Regions from separate parts of the Mus musculus genome. Here regions 1 and 2 are each linked to region 3. Evidence: chromatin contacts called from public Hi-C and HiChIP or PLAC-seq data. All regions are on one chromosome and are shown on one strand. The core of a region is the stretch at or near the end of the contact, and the rest is flanking DNA. Distances in the headings are between cores, read along the strand shown.

Region 1 (3,114 bases), core at 533-3,032, 35 kb before region 3:
AAATCTATTGAGAATGAGAAATGATAAGGAAGTGATGGGGATAGGAAGAAATTCCACACAGTGTTCAATGCTCCCGTAAGGCAGACAGGGAGTAAACAGCCATAGCCCTCGACACACTGCTACCTCTTCAGTGGACACTGGTGGTGTTGCTCTTCAGTGGACACTGGTGGTGTTGCTCTTCAGTGGACACTGGTGGTGTTGCTCTTCAGTGGACACTGGTGGTGTTGCTCTTCAGTGGACACTGGTGGTGTTGCACCAGAGCTTGAGTTTTAGATGTGCTCTCCTAAGCATAGTCTCTGAGAGACGGGTCAGTGGATCTTTTGCTTTTCATAGACAACTGGAAGGTATCAGTGAGGTGAACTTTGCACTGTGCCCCGGAGACCTTGAACATGCTCTTGGACAGACTCTGATCTGTGACTATTGAGAGCCCAAGTGTCGATGCTTGTCTTCCTTTTCACTTCCCTGCCCTGAGTGCCCTGCTGTCTTCTCCACCACATATCAGGGACTCTCCCTCCAGAGTTTCTGTCTCTTCCAAGTCCTATTTCACACCACTTAATCACTCTCACACACTGGACAGATCTCCTCTCCTTTGATTGACTTTTGTCCTTTGGCCATTCATTTGCCTCTGACTAATAGGTCTTTGACCTTTTGGAAATAGACTATTTTAGCTTCCTCAAGCTTCTCTAGTCATTTTCCCCCTATTAACCCGTACCTTTAGAAGGAATAGAGAGAAGAGGGAGAAAGATAAAACCTTACTCTCTACACTGTATGCATAGCCATGATGCCGGCTTCCAAAATGACACTGCTATATCCATTATGTCAATGGATTATAACGTAACATTATTGAAAGGAACTCCTGAAAATTTTAATTTGCTAATATATCTCACAAGAACAAGAGGCTGGGCTGGCAAGATGGCTCAGCAAGTAAAAGGTGCTTACCACCCACCCTAAAGTCATGAATTCAATTCCCTGGACCCACATGGTAGAAGGAGAGAAAAAACTCTTAAAACTCTTACCTTCTGATCTCCATGCGTGTATGTGTATACACTCACGTGTGTGTGTGTGTGTGTGTGTGTGTGTGTGTGTGTGTGTGTGTACAGACAATAAGTAAATACATAACAAGAGGTAATACTCAGCATTTTAGTGAATCCTAAAAATCTTTCAGAGTGCCCTGGCCTATGTCAGAGCACAGACTTCAGTATGTAACACCCAACTTCCCCAACCACACAACTGCCAGGACTCTTTCCCCTGAAAAAAATATCACTGTCACTAAAGAGTATAAAATATTTTATAATCAAGAGATAAACAGTAATTCAATAATCATAGCTCTGTTAGGTTTTCTGGTAAGTAACTAGAATGGGAAGTAGCTTAATGGGAATGATTTAAACAAAGAGAAGGTAAATCCACTCACCCTCAATTATGAGAAGAAAAAAAAAAGACTAGAAGGCCATGTTTCTTTTAAAGTTGATATTTGGTTAAGGGATGACAAGCAGAATCCCAGGCCAGGCTATGCCACTCTCATCGGACCCAGCCCATGATTACGAGCTGGCTAGTGACTGCCTCGGGCTCCCACATTCCTTCTCTTACAAGTTTCATTATTGTTACTCACGTGAGTCGTTTCAAAAAGCACTAGATGGTATTTACTGACCATTTCCACAGTGTCACAAGGCATGTCTAGCCTTGTGTCTGTGTGAATACAGCTTTGCCAGTGGGTCTTTTATTACCCCCGCTTTGCAGAGAAGGAAAGTGAAGTTCAAAGAGATTAACCCCGATTAGTCATACAGGAAGCAATACGATGAGAGTCAAGCTCGGAGCAAACAGTCTTTACAATTATTCCAAAAGGCTCGTCGAGCCCGCCTGTAAATTTTCATTTAAGAAAATTCGAGAGACTTCCGGTAAGTTAACAGTCAAGAGACTATCTCCACCTGATGTGACAAAGGAGAAGAGGAATAACACGAACTGTTCCAAAGACAGAGAAGAGCTTTGGAGATTCACAAAAGCGATGACAGAAACATGCGGAGAGAAAGATTGCCAACTCCACCAAAAGGAAGCAGACCCCGGCAGACAGCTCAGGCCAGGCTCCCTGGGAGCGGAGGCAGCAGAAGCCTCAACCCAGAGGTGAGTGGAGCCAGGCAGTCCTGCCCTCAGGACAAGCCAAAGCTTCACAAACCCCAAACCAGTTGTGGGCTTTGGTCAAACAGGGATTCCTCATGCAGAAGGTCAGGACTAGATAGAGAAGGCCGGCAATATCCATGCAGCTGCTGCATATGACTCAGAGGGCAGTGGCCAGGCACACCCTAAAAGAAGAACTTACCATTTAAAACTCGGCTACCCTAAGGGCCTGACAACAAGGAATAACCACAGGTCTGGGAGCTTTAATTTAACCTGCAATAGCTCAAAATGGGAAGCCCTCTAGGACGCAATAATGGGAATGAGGGGGACCAGACACTAACAGGAGAAAAAGTAGAGTAGGCAGGAGGCTTGCTTCAGGAAGTGAAGTGCATGGGCAAAGGGAGTCCTGGTATAGCTCTTGGGAGAGGGGGTGTCTCTCTAATGGAGGCCACCAAGTTAACCAATCTACATCCATCTAATTCCCTTCAACACTGTAGAAAATGAGAAGTGTAAACCTCCAGGAGTCTTCTTGACATTCACAGTTACATTCCTCCAGTAGAATGACAAAGAATTGGGTCTCAAAAGCACAAACCTCAGTACTATGGTTGCGTCTCAAATTCATTCTGGAGACACACCCTAATGAGTGGTACACCCTAACTAAAAGGTACATGGCCGGTGAAGTCTCAGGAGGACAGAAGAACTGGCCCAGCCCACAGACTGAAAAGTTCCATGTACCTGTACAAGGAAAGGAGGGGATGTTATTTGTTAAAATGAAGACAGCTCTGGTTGACATTAGACCCTTGTTGGATATGAATTCAGTATGAGGATAAACCATAGGCAAGCATGGGTTTATACTCTGCTGTCTCAGAGCCCATGCAGAAAATTCTCTGCTACATAGTTGAGATTAAGCCAGGCACAAATTTTATAAAAACCTACAGTGGCCTTTGAATCTCTGAGGACCTGGTGGTTAGAATCAGAAATGTCTCCCATAGGCTTGGGTAT
Region 2 (3,011 bases), core at 21-2,520, 36 kb after region 3:
TTGAGTTCCAGTCCTGACTTCCTTTGGTGATGAACAGCAATGTGGAAGTGTAAGCCAAATAAACCCCTTCCTCCCCCCCCAAAAAAATGCTTCGGGTCACAGTGTTTTATCACAATAGAAACCCTAACTAAGATATAGTTGCCCTATGAAAAAGAAAGAAAACTACGTTTTGGAAATGCTGGCTTATACTTAGTCAGATTTCTCACAGCAGAATATATAAGAGAAGATAATATGACTGTGACCTTCTAAGAGTGAGGTATTGTACTTATCCATCCAGACTATCTTGTCTATTTTCTATTATACTTTAAGTCAGTGGTTCTCAACCCTCCTAATGTTGCAATCCTTTAATGCAGTTCCTCATGTTGTGGTGACCTGAACCATAAAATTATTTTCATTGCTACTTCATAACTGTAATTGTGCTACTGTTATGAATCATAATGCAAATATTTTTGGAGATAGAGGTTTGCTAAAGGGGTTGAGAACCACTGCTTTAAGATTTTTCTTTCCCCAAGAATTTTCATTAAACATTTCTGGCAGGTTATAGTGATTTTAAAAGGCTAGAACCCGAGGGAGCATCAAGCTTGATGAAGCGAAGAGATCTGCTTGCTGGAAGAGGTCATTTTTGCATATGGTGTGAGCTTTCAGGGGAGACATGGGTTTTGTTTTCCCTGGGAGAGGGTGGGATGGGAAAATGGTTGCTTAGGAGTCCCAAGAAAGACAGTTTACAGCTTTGGCCTTTTTTCTTTGTCCCCAGAATTGTACATCACTATCTATAAAGTTGATATATATATATTTATCAATTTAAATCTATTGCTATAAAATTGATTTATATTTATTAATGCTTGTAGAGTACCTCTCTTGTACCAGGTTGCCCCTCCCTTCCTCTCCTTCTCCCTCTCTTCCTCTCTCTTGCTTTCTCTCTCCCTACCTTTTTCTGTGTGTCTGCGTGTGTTCATGTGTGTGTGTGCGTGTGTTCGTGTGTGTGTGTGTGTGTGTGTGTGTGTGTGTGTGTGTGTGTGTGTTAGGCAGCATGCTATATATTCAGTAACCTAGGTGATAGAGTGTGTGAATTTGTAGCAGCAGTGAAGACGGACAGAAATGTTCATATTCTGTTTGCTCAATTTAAATGTGGTCACAGGAATTCCTGGAAACTTGGATAAGAGATGTGGGAGAAGGAAAAAGCTAAAATGACTACAACGCTTTAGTGCTGTTTATCAGTAAGAAGAAAAAGGATGTGGGCAGACTCTGGAGGGGAAGTTCAGCTTTGGAGCATGCTGTGTTTTCATTTGCTAGATGTTTCATCCCTTAATGTGGGGACTGTATCTGCTCTTCATTTTATAACAGATTGTTCAACTAACATCATCCAAGGTACCAGCTTACCAATGCGCTGCTCAGGGAATATCTGAAAAGAGAAAAAATAGAACTGATACATGCTATTTATACTATCTTTACTTTTTGGTTTTTGTTTGTTGGTTGCTGGTTAACTGGTTAGTTGGTTGGTTGGTTTTGGGGTTTGGTTGGTTTGTTTGTTTGTTTGTTTGTTTTTAAACAGGGTTTCACTCTGTAGCCCTGGCTGTCTTGGAGCTCATTCTATAAACCAGACTGACCTTAAACTCAAAGATCTGCCTGCTCCACCTCCCAAATGCTGGGATTAAAGAAGTATGCCACCAAACCCTGTGATATCTAGTCCTCAGTTGGCACTCCATCCATTCTATTGAAGTACAATTTATTGTTTGTTTGTTCACTGAGACAAGGTTTTACTGTGTATCCCAAGGTGGCCTTCAATTTGTGATCCTCCACAGCCTATTAGGTTCTGGGATTATAGTTCTGTGGCACCACACCAGGCCTGACAGCTTTTAACAACTTTTTCCCACGCATTAAAACAATTTTTGATCCTGTCCTATAGAGAATAGTGTCAACAACAACAACAAAATAATAAAAGCTGAAGCTCCATTCATCTTCTGAAATGAGGAATCACGCTGCAGGTCTTGGCATTTAGAATGTGTATCAAGGTTGATATATAATGACTCAATAAATGACAAATAAGTGACTCAGTAAAAAAAGATGTCTTCTGCTGGCCCAGGAGGTGAGAGAGGCATCTGAATGGTCACCCAGTCCTTGAGTGAGGAGGGGGAGGGATGTCCCTCTGTAGGACATCAAGAAGGGTGTGGCACTTGGCTTTTCTTGCTGGTCTGATCTCGGGCTTCCCTTGCAGAGAGGTGTGGCCTTATGACTGATGCTCTGTAGAAGAATGTAAATGGGGGTGACATGTCCAGGTCTGCGTCATGACCTCCCCACTCCAAGTCTCTGCTCGGCACAGTCTCAGATGTGTGTATTTTACCTTACAGTGTATGAAATAATAATAGCAGCAATGATAAATGCTAATAAAAGTCTCGTTAGATACTAACCACGTGTCAAGGAGTGTGTAAGGCACTTTGAATACTTAAATTTATTTCTCATAATAATCCTGCTCCCGCTTTCCCACGAGTGGGATTACAGGTGTGAGTCACCATGCCAACTGGAGACAGACATGTTGTCATGCTGTGTTGTCTACTAGCTGCAGGGAGCCATTTGAATAGAGATTGAAAAGTGTTAAAAATAAAATAGCATTGAAAGCTGAGTAGGCTGCATGGTGGCCACCACACTGAGCTGCCCCAGTGCAGAATGTTCTGCCGTCTCCAAGTATGTCACAGAAAGCCCCATCGGAAGTGCTGCGTTAAAATGGGGAAGACACCAACCATGGGTCAAGCAAGCTGGAAGCCTAAAGGAAGCCAGGAAGAGAGTAAAAGTAATGCCCAGCTCATTCCTCCACCTTGTGGGCCACCAAGGGGTGTGCTATTCAGTGCACATGAGAAACTGAACCTTTACAGCTTCCTTAATGAGGAATAGTGGTACTTTGGAACACTGTGTGACTCAGTTGGGCCTTTAGCCTAAAACCCAAACCTACACAGTTAAAAAGCACAACTGTTTTCTGAGAGTCCCCACACAACAGCTGATGGAAACGGATGCAG
Region 3 (3,153 bases), core at 67-2,566:
CCTGGCGGGCAGCGCCCGGCCGAGTGGCGGCCGCGCTCGGGCGAGTCCCCACCGGCTCGTCCACCATCCCCGCCCGGCGAGAGTCGCCCTCCCGGCTCGGGCGGCCAGCACCAGCTGCTCGACGGCCGTTGCCCCAAGGCGCCGGTGGCGGGGCTCCAGCCCCTTCTCCAAAGCAGAGCTGGTTAGTTCAGCCCAGATCGGCGCGCCGGAGGCAAGCGCGCGCGCGGGCTTCACGGCGACTCCTCGAGCTTCGGGGGACCCGCCCGCCACGCACTCCGCTCCACCCTCTCGTCCCTCCGCTCCACTCTCAAGTCTGCGCGAGCCCCGACTGCCCGTGCAGCAGTCGGATCCTAAAGGACAGGCTCCCTTCTCCACGCCCTCCGCAGCGGCCTCCCGGCGTTTGGCTCGAGACCAGGAAGAACTGGCCTCTGGGGTGCTCCGGGTCCCCGGGTCCCCGAGTCCGCCCGGGCCGCCTCCCTCCCGCCCTTTGTGTGCGCGCCGCAAAGCTCCGCGAAAATCCTCCTTGCGGCGACGCAGCCAGAAGAGGGATGACCAGAGGACTATTGGGGGACCAAAGGCGACAGTCCTCACTGGGGGCGACCCGGGCAAGCTGCGGCACCCAGGCTTCCCGGTGGCCTGGTCCAGACCCCCCCGGCTTCCCCGCCCCTCCAGGGTCAGAGCAAGCCGGGCAGGGGAGGAGCACGACCACAGGGACGCGCCCGCAGTGGTGCTTCCGGAGCCGCTGGGAAGGGGCTCTGGCTTGTTTTGGTTTTTGCTAAGCGGGTTTGGGAGGGAAACCGGGAGAGTAGAGGGGAGGGGAGAAGGCCCGGGAGAGTAATCTTGCTCCAGGGCCGGGTGTACGCTTTTGTTTTTAACTTCGTGGGCAAGTCCTTTCTAATCCGACGCCTCGCTTCTCAACTGTGCTCCCTTTAAGTAGAGGACTCCAGTCCGTACTGGGACCGAGAAGCTACTTCCGAAGCAAAGGGCCTGGGAACGGGGATTGTTTAATGTTGGATCGAGGGGAAAATTCAATGGTGGGGGAGAGAGATCAGCCTCAGGTCACGCTTCATGTCCCTGGCTGTGTCCTTTGTGGCTCCTCTTCTTACCTGGTGGCCTTTCTAATAAAGTAAGAGAAGGTAAAGTCCCGGTGATCATCCAGCCACGCTTCCACCCAGTCCGGGTCCCGCTGCTGCTGCGACCGCACGGAGTTGGGGCCCGCTCGTTCCATGGTGCTTGCCGCGCGTCTCTGCGGCTCGGAGGTGCCGGATTTCCACCTCTCTCTCTCAGAGGAGCAGGACAGTGTTCGAGACCCTCCCCTTTTGCCTTTATTCGTCCCTGCAGTGTCTCAGCGAAGCCACAGAGACGCGGGCCGGCCCCGGAGCTCGCTCAGCCCCGCCCCTCCAGGTCCCCGAGGTTCCCAGGTGGCGGGCGTCCTCCTTGGGGTCCCGCGGAAACCGGCTTTCTGCATCTGCCTCGGCGCTGACTGGCGAGCCCTCCGGAAGCCAAGTGGCCAAGGCTAGAAGGACTCCAGACCGCCGCTGGGGTGCGCTGTGGGCCGAGTCAGCTTCCCTCTATGCGCAAAGGTGACAGTGGGTGGATTTGCAATTCCCAACCAACCAACTCTAGGACAGAAAGATCACAGTGAGGACTCATCTACAGTCCAGAAGGCAAGAGGCAGGAGCTTCACTAGAAAGTGTGGGAAAAAGTTAACGTGATTGTTTTTCTTCGTTCTTAGTAGTACAGGGACAGCCCCACCTCACTTTTCTCCTTAAGCAACTCTTGGTGGAGAGGACCCAGAACCTATCTCCCTCACAGCAGCCCTCCCAGTGACTCCGGAAAGCACTCCAACCCTACAAGCTAGGGAGAGACATGAGGAAGAAACCGCTATGACAAACCTGCAGGTACGGGACACAGTGGCTTCCATCAAAACCACATCCGAGCTTAAGGCTAACATCAGTTGTAATCATTGATTCATACACCAAAGACCCTCCTTATGGAAGCGCAAGATTCGGTTAGACATAGGACATAAAAATGACAACCACCTGTCCTTGGCCTGTGAATTTTGAAGCTAAGACTACCTCTACACGATTCTGCTGACTTACGAACCCTAACACTAGCTACCCATGTACAACTGGGAACACCCAGTTAGCCTGATTTAAAATGAACTCATTTGTATTTAACTGGCATCGATACCTCAGAAATAGTATTGCCTTACATTGCTTATTGCTGTGATAAAATTCCATGACCAAAGCAACACATGATAAATTATATTAGATTTTAAAATGACAGTTCTCTCCTGATATGTTACTATGACATTAAATATGCTTAGCGAATAGGGAGTTTCCCCTTGTTGGTGAACCCCACCCCCACCCCATATCTACACATTCCTCCTACCAGGAAGTCACCTGATTTAAAACTGAACTCTGGGATAATAGCTAGAAATTGGGCCTTAACTGTTTGTGCCCGCTCCCTCCAAAGTTCATATTGACACTTCATTCTGGCTGAGTGGTTAAGAGTTCTTCCTTCGGGGGCTGGTGAGATGGCTCAGTGGGTAAGAGCACCCGACTGCTCTTCCGAAGGTCAGGAGTTCAAATCCCAGCAACCACATGGTGGCTCACAACCATCCATAACAAGATCTGACTCCCTCTTCTGGAGTGTCTGAGGACAGCTACAGTGTACTTACATATAATAAATAAATAAATATAAAAAAAAAAAAAAAAGAGTTCTTCCTTCACCCGACCCCCCCCCCAAGCTCCCAGGGACTAAACCACCAACCAAGGAGTACATATGAAGGGACCCATGGCTCCAGCCTCATATGTAGCAGAGGATGGCCTTGTCGGACATCAACGGAAGAAGAGGAGGCCCTTGGTCCTGTAGGCTAGGGCGAGTAGGCAGAAGTGGGTGGGTTGGGGAACAGCCTCATAGATGCAGGAGGAGGGGGAATGGGATAGGGGGCTTCGGGGGCAGGGGGTGACAATATTTGAAATGCAAATAAAGAAAATATCCAATAAAAAGAGTCCTTCCTTCTATTCCATAAGTTGGGGTTCAGTTCCAAAGCTGTCTTTGCTGGTTAAGTCATTTCTTCCCTCTCTTCTCTGCTATCTCCACTTCTACCTCCAGACCTGTGGCCAACAGCCAGCTTTGCCTGATAAA

What was found. A called contact is a pair of places that touch in the nucleus more often than the background predicts. HiChIP or PLAC-seq counts read pairs in DNA pulled down with a chosen protein or histone mark.
Region 1: a contact with region 3 is called in an H3K4me3 HiChIP or PLAC-seq map of intestinal villus epithelium, with 24 read pairs. The contact joins the enhancer-like site here to the promoter of Pde5a in region 3. A contact is called at or near these places in 4 of 39 promoter capture datasets (3T3-L1-derived adipocytes, cranial neural crest, liver and 1 more), 24 of 484 Hi-C or Micro-C datasets (the C2C12 cell line, the N1E-115 cell line, Sertoli cells and 13 more), 9 of 115 datasets of contacts at active chromatin or transcription factors (PVALB interneurons, VIP interneurons, embryonic stem cells and 5 more) and 4 of 9 other capture datasets (adipose tissue, embryonic stem cells, liver and 1 more).
Region 2: a Hi-C map of pre-megakaryocyte-erythroid progenitors shows a contact between it and region 3, with 1.9 times the contacts expected there. The contact joins the enhancer-like site here to the promoter of Pde5a in region 3. A contact is called at or near these places in 2 of 39 promoter capture datasets (liver and macrophages), 5 of 484 Hi-C or Micro-C datasets (cortical neurons, macrophages, nephron progenitors and 2 more), 4 of 115 datasets of contacts at active chromatin or transcription factors (embryonic stem cells and intestinal villus epithelium) and 1 of 9 other capture datasets (pancreatic islet).

The regions. Positions count from the first base shown.
Region 1 is chr3:122,762,564-122,765,677 of GRCm38.p6, reverse strand. The region is part of intron 3 of Pde5a (phosphodiesterase 5A, cGMP-specific); the gene reads right to left. Among named protein-coding and RNA genes, the nearest start is that of Pde5a, 35 kb to the right of the region's middle. Within about 2 kb of position 1,782, at least 46 of the 459 cell types and tissues checked have an H3K27ac peak or open chromatin away from gene starts, as enhancers often do. A contact at or near this core is called in the C2C12 cell line, the N1E-115 cell line, colorectal tumor organoids and 6 more, where this site is marked.
Region 2 is chr3:122,691,445-122,694,455 of GRCm38.p6, reverse strand. No RefSeq gene overlaps it. Among named protein-coding and RNA genes, the nearest start is that of Gm40140, 8.9 kb to the right of the region's middle. Within about 2 kb of position 1,270, at least 9 of the 459 cell types and tissues checked have an H3K27ac peak or open chromatin away from gene starts, as enhancers often do. A contact at or near this core is called in pre-megakaryocyte-erythroid progenitors, where this site is marked.
Region 3 is chr3:122,727,321-122,730,473 of GRCm38.p6, reverse strand. It overlaps Pde5a (phosphodiesterase 5A, cGMP-specific), which reads right to left and starts at 1,316. Exons shown (of 21, transcript NM_153422.2): 1 at 1,107-1,316. The coding sequence starts at 1,228.